Regions from separate parts of the Macaca mulatta genome. Here region 1 is linked to region 2. The links are chromatin contacts, called in public Hi-C maps. All regions are on one chromosome and are shown on one strand. The core of a region is the stretch at or near the end of the contact, and the rest is flanking DNA. Distances in the headings are between cores, read along the strand shown.

Region 1 (2,700 bases), core at 109-2,608, 54 kb after region 2:
GCTACTAGGGAGGCTGAGGCAGGCGAATCACTTGAACTCGGCGGGCGGAGGTTGCAGTGAGCCGAGACCATGCCATTGCACTCCAGCCTGGGCGACAGAGAGAGACTCCGTCTAAAAAACAAAAAAAGGAACTAGTTCACAGGGTTACTGTGAGCCTTAGAAGGCTGTGTAATTACAAGAATGCCTGGTATATAAGCCCAGTATATTAAAGGACAGCCAGCATGTATTTTGATGCGTTAAGGAAAAACATCAGGTTCATTTCATTAAAGTGATGGTCTGCCCAAATATTTTGCATATAACAATATCTTTAAGCAGTCTAAAGGTAAAGATATTGTAGATTTTGGAGTCCCTAATGTTGGCATTGCCTCTGCCAATATTTAAGGTATTTGACATATTGTCTTCACGTGCCAAATACCTTAAAAATGCCCTTATAGGACTGCGAAAAAACTGATGAAATGTATATGCCTGCGTCCACCATGTTTAGTTCGAAAGCATTCATTAATGTATTTTTTTCTTTACATTTCTTTGAACATTTTATCAGTCTTTCATTCCAAAATTCCTGTGCTATCTCGGTATTCTCTGAAAACACTGCCAGACCTAAGATGCGAAGTGTCTTCCTTGACTACAAGATTTGGCTTGGCTTTTTCCATGAAACAAGGTCACCAGTGTCTCACCCTGGGGGCAAGTCTGGGCTTAGAGCTAGACTAGGACTGTAATCCTGATATTTCAGGCCTTTCAGCTTTAGTATGTAAAATGCTTTAGTATGTATTGATATTTAGCCATGCCTAAATTCGTAACAAGCACACAAAGAAATAGTCTTTTCCCCCTCTGTAAAGCCCACGTCATATTCTTCCTTTACTGCAGGGCCTCTTGGTGGGGCTTAAAACCTAGGATGGGTTAAATAAACAATGTAGGTGAGTTTAGTGTGCAAACAGCTGAAATCACCGGCTGCATTTTAAGCTCGTCTACAGCAGCAACCTGCAGACACCTAGTTCAGAAAGATTACTAAATTCCCTCCTTCCCATTAATAAAAGGGACCAGAGTATCAGTCTACAAAAGACACTGCGTTGCTGCGAACCAGCTCTCGCTTGCGCGATCAGGAAGAAGGGCGGCAAGGAAGAAGGGCGGCAAGCCTGGAGCCTCGGGGCAGGAGAAAGGCAGCCTGCTTGTGACGTCAAATCAGCGGACTCTTATCTTGGCTTTAGGCCGGTTCCGGTTCCCCGGCTTTCCGGGCGCGAGCGTGTGCGAGCGCGGCAGCGTACTGCGCGTGCTCCGCAGAGGGACACGGGAAGGTTGGGCCCGGTTCGGGAGGAGATGCGTGATTGGCTGACGCTGTGCTCGGGGGTTCCCTGGCCCTTTCGGCAGGGGTAAAACAATAAGAGGGGGCGGCGGCAAAGGGGGCGGGACGTCCCTGGTCCTTGTCGCTCGTCGCAGCGCCTGGCGCCCGGGAAGAGGTGGTTGTGAAGCAGACGAACTCGCGGCTCTCCGGCTTCCGAGGCTTCCGAGTTGTCGGAGGAAGGGGGCGGCGAGCAAGAAGAACCCGCCGCACCCGGTCCTCAGCGACTCTTCTGACCTCCGCGCGACGTACCCGCCGGCGCCGTTGGCTGGAGGTGTGTACGGGGGCCGGGAGGGGAGGTCGGTGTGGTGGTCGGAAAGGGACATTTTCTTCGCACTCCGCGGCGCGAGGTAATCGTCCGGTGTGTGAGCCCGGGAGCCGGAGGTGTAGCGGCAGAGACATTGTTCTTGCCGGCTCCCTACGCTGCCGTGTGTGCGTGAGAGAAGACCAGTCTTTCCTCTAGGTGAGGGGTGGGAGGCCGCCTGGGAAGGGAGGTGACCCGCGAGCGTCTTGCGTGCAGAGGGCTCCGAAGGCACAGGTGGGGTTGAGGTTTGTTGGGGATGAGGTGGCGAAGTAGGGGGGCACGCAGCAGCTCCCGAAGGCGCGCTGATGGAAGCTTAATACAGGAAGTGTGGGAGTAGGCTTTCTGGAGGGGATGTTTTAGGGTGCGTAGCCCACCGTTCCTGTTTCCGAATCGTTTTCGGCTCTTATTCCCTGTTCCTTCGGAGCGGGGAGGCCGTCGCCGCCCCGCCCGTGGGGGAGGGGAAAAGAGGTTTTGTCGGCGGAGGCAGAAGCGACGCAGATGCGAAAGTAGCGGCCTCCGGGCACCATTTCTGTGCACGGAAACAGAATCCGTGTTTGAAGGCAGCCGCCGCTTGGCTTACCCAGTACCTAGTGTTCCGTAGTCTGTGACCAACCCCCTCCTCCCCGCCACCGCGGGTTTAATCCGAACGTGTTCGGATACTGGAACTGTAACGTGCGCCTTCTTCGTCCCCCTCTCATGCAGACGATCCCTTATTTACCCGGGAATGACTTTTGAGGGATGGGTTCCCGCTTTTTGGGGGTGGGGGGACAGAAAGGAACATAAACTTCCCTATATTGTGTTGATTTTGTTTGTGGAATCTTATAGAATTTTCCCTGCGTCTCTAAAAGCAGATTTCTTAAGATGGCCCTGTGCCGCTTTGGGGCGAATATAGATTTTCGTCTACAATTTCCTGCATAGAACAGTTTTTTTCCCCGAGACATACTTAATGTTGTAACGGATTTGGGGTGGGGGGGTGGGAGAGTGCCTTTTCCTTCCTAACAACAACAACAAAAAAGGCACGTGCACTTTTAGCTGGAATAGTAAAGTTGTCCTTTTCTTC
Region 2 (2,700 bases), core at 180-2,679:
GGCCTCAGCCTCCCAAAGTGCTAAGATTAGAGACGTGAGCCACCACGTCCGGCCTAAGAGGTGAACTCTCTTAGCCTCATTTTTTGACTTTTAAAGTGAGAATACTCTCACCTATCTTGCAGGGTAGTTAACGATGAAAGCAGAATGTGGAATATAAAGAGCTCAGCACAGTACCTAGCACAAGGTAATAGCTTGACAAATGAAAGCTACTATATTATCCCTCAGGATCCCATTAACAAAGTTGGCCATTAAAGTGTTATACTTGGTCACTTTAATGTAGATCTAAAATTCTTCTCAAACAGTTTATTTCAAAAAGGCATACACCCTCGGTTCCATTAAACACTAATCAAACTTCAAAATAAGTATATTCTAAACCTAGAATCTAAGCAACTATTAAATACTGTTTTCAGTGGCTAACTTTTTTTTTTTTTTTTTTTTAAATAACGCTGCAAATCGTGTCATTACGAGTTCAGGCAGAAAGCGGTGGATGTGTCCCCAAAGGGGTTTGAGCGCGAAAGATCCCTACTACGTCCAAGGTAGCATTTGCCAAACGATATATATTTGGGTGAGCCCGAAAAGCGAGACCTGAACAAATAACACCAGGCAGAACGACCGCTCTTCCAGTTGATGGGACAGGAGCAGGTGGACTTGTGCTTCAAAGAATATCGTTTTATTCTTAGCCACATGCTCTCACCAACAGCTGGGTTTTAAACCTTCTCGCAGTCTTCCCCAACGCCCCAGTTTCAGACTGCAAGGGAGGGAGCAGGACTTCAGGCTCCTCTCGGCCAGTGCAGACACAGGCGAAAGGGAAGGAGGGAGGGAGGGGCCCACGGCCCCGAGGGGCGTGGGAGGCAGTTCGGGCCAGCTCGGCCCCGGAACCGTCCCTTCCCGGACGGTACCACCTGCGGACCACTCTCCTAGCCCGAGCTTCGGGGCCTACAGAGCTGTGGGGCGCGGCTGCCGTCAGTCCGGCCGAGCCGCAGCAACGGGGAGGGAGCTGGGGGCGTCAGTGAATAACTCTGGGATTTCAGGAGCGGAAGGAGGGCAAAGGGGGAGGTGGCATGTGGATCCCCCTCCATGGTGGGACGCTGGAGGTGACCTTCGGGTCTCCGAGTGCTCCGTCCCCGTCCCTGCCCGGACCCCTTCCCAAGTCCCAGACCCGCTGCTCCTCTCACCGTCTCGGCTTCTGTGTGCTGGGGTCCGGCACTCTGACCCCCCATTACCCCGCGGAGGAAATTCATCTTGCCGTTCAGCCACCAGGTTTACCGGCCCCTCCGGAAAAAAAAACGAAGACAACTTCCCCCGCCCTCCGCAGGGCCTGGCCCCCAGTCCCGCACTCTACACTCTCCTACTGCTGCCACCACCGCCTCCAACTCGGCGGCCACTCCAGCCCCCTAAGCCCGGAAACAGCCGCCACCAGCGGCCAAGATGCGCATGCGCGGGGACGTGGCATTACGTGGCGGCCCGAAGGTTGAAGGCAAAAGGGGAGCGGAGGCGAAAGGAACCTCGTAGCTAGGTTCCACCGAAGCCCCACCCACTGCGCAGGCCCCGCCTCCCGCCGCAGGGGCACGCCTCCTCCCGCCCTTCGCGGATTGATCCTGCTGGCCGCAGCCACCCACGTGGTCGAAGCCCGGCCCTGCAGGCTGGAGAGGATTTGATTAGACTACGCGTTTCGACTTGCAGGGTGTTTAATTGTTGCCAAGCGGGACTTACTGCAAGCTATCAAATCTGAGGTCTTATTTTGTTGAGTCGAAAGTGAAATTTTTCCTTCGGCCGACGTGACAGGTAAGGGTTCCTGGCCCCTGGGAGGGTTCGCTTGGTTTGACGGTTTACTAGTACCAGCGTTGTGGCTTTCTGATCCCGGTAAATTGCATTTATTTACAGGGCTTTGTTTGGTGGTAAAAAGGGTTACTAGACACCCCTCATTCCACTGCCACTGGAGGGCGCATTTCTCAGCTCTTTCTCTTCAAACCTGCTGAAAGGAATTCCTAGATCTAAACACCAGGTACACCTCTATTTTCAAGTGTCATCAGGAGGAAACCCACCAAACCCTACATTTAGCTTGCTAGAGAAATACATTGTTCTGCTGTGGCAGTTTGGCGAGTAACATAATGTTTTGTTATTAACTCTCAACCCCTGTGTTTTCAATTTTTTTTTTAACGTGAAAAAATGTCTTTCTCTAATTGATATGCCTGTTCCTTTGGCAGTGAGGTTGTCAGTACACACGCTTCTAGAATAGTCTTGTACATTTCTTGAGGCTAAAAAGCACAGGTCTAGTTAGCTAACTGACTCATGGACCTCTCCCCTTGGATTCCCCACGGGTCTCAGATTCAGCATTTAAAATTGAGCTCATCATCTACCCCTGCCTCCCGTAAAGAAAAAAGTCAATATGCTGCTTCTACTGTGTGCGTGCGTGCTCAGTAGTACCACTGTCCAAATAATTGCCTAAGCTAGACAGGAAGCTGGGAAGAATCTTAGACTCTGGCTTTCCACCCACACGTGTCCAATCAATAGTCATGTCCTATCATTTCTGTTTATAGAATATTTCTTAAATAGGTCCTCTGCTCTCCATCCTCGATGCGTGTGACATAGATTACGTTCTTCTCATCATTTCTCATTGAGATTACAGCAACAGCCTCCTAACTAGTTTGTCTGCATTCAGCTCTGGCTTCCTTCCAGTCCAATCTCCAGTCCATCCTT

Evidence for each region. A called contact is a pair of places that touch in the nucleus more often than the background predicts.
Region 1: a Hi-C map of fetal cortical plate shows a contact between it and region 2, with 2.3 times the contacts expected there. The contact joins the promoter of G3BP2 here to the promoter of USO1 in region 2. A contact is called at or near these places in 4 of 14 Hi-C or Micro-C datasets (cortical neurons, fetal cortex germinal zone, fetal cortical plate and 1 more).

What each region holds. Positions count from the first base shown.
Region 1 is chr5:58,136,172-58,138,871 of T2T-MMU8v2.0, forward strand. G3BP2 (G3BP stress granule assembly factor 2) reads left to right here and starts at 1,359. Exons shown (of 11, transcript NM_001261768.1): 1 at 1,359-1,610.
Region 2 is chr5:58,082,485-58,085,184 of T2T-MMU8v2.0, forward strand. It overlaps USO1 (USO1 vesicle transport factor), which reads right to left and starts at 1,430. Exons shown (of 24, transcript XM_028848504.2): 1 at 1,176-1,430. The coding sequence starts at 1,241. It also overlaps a transcript of G3BP2 not described here.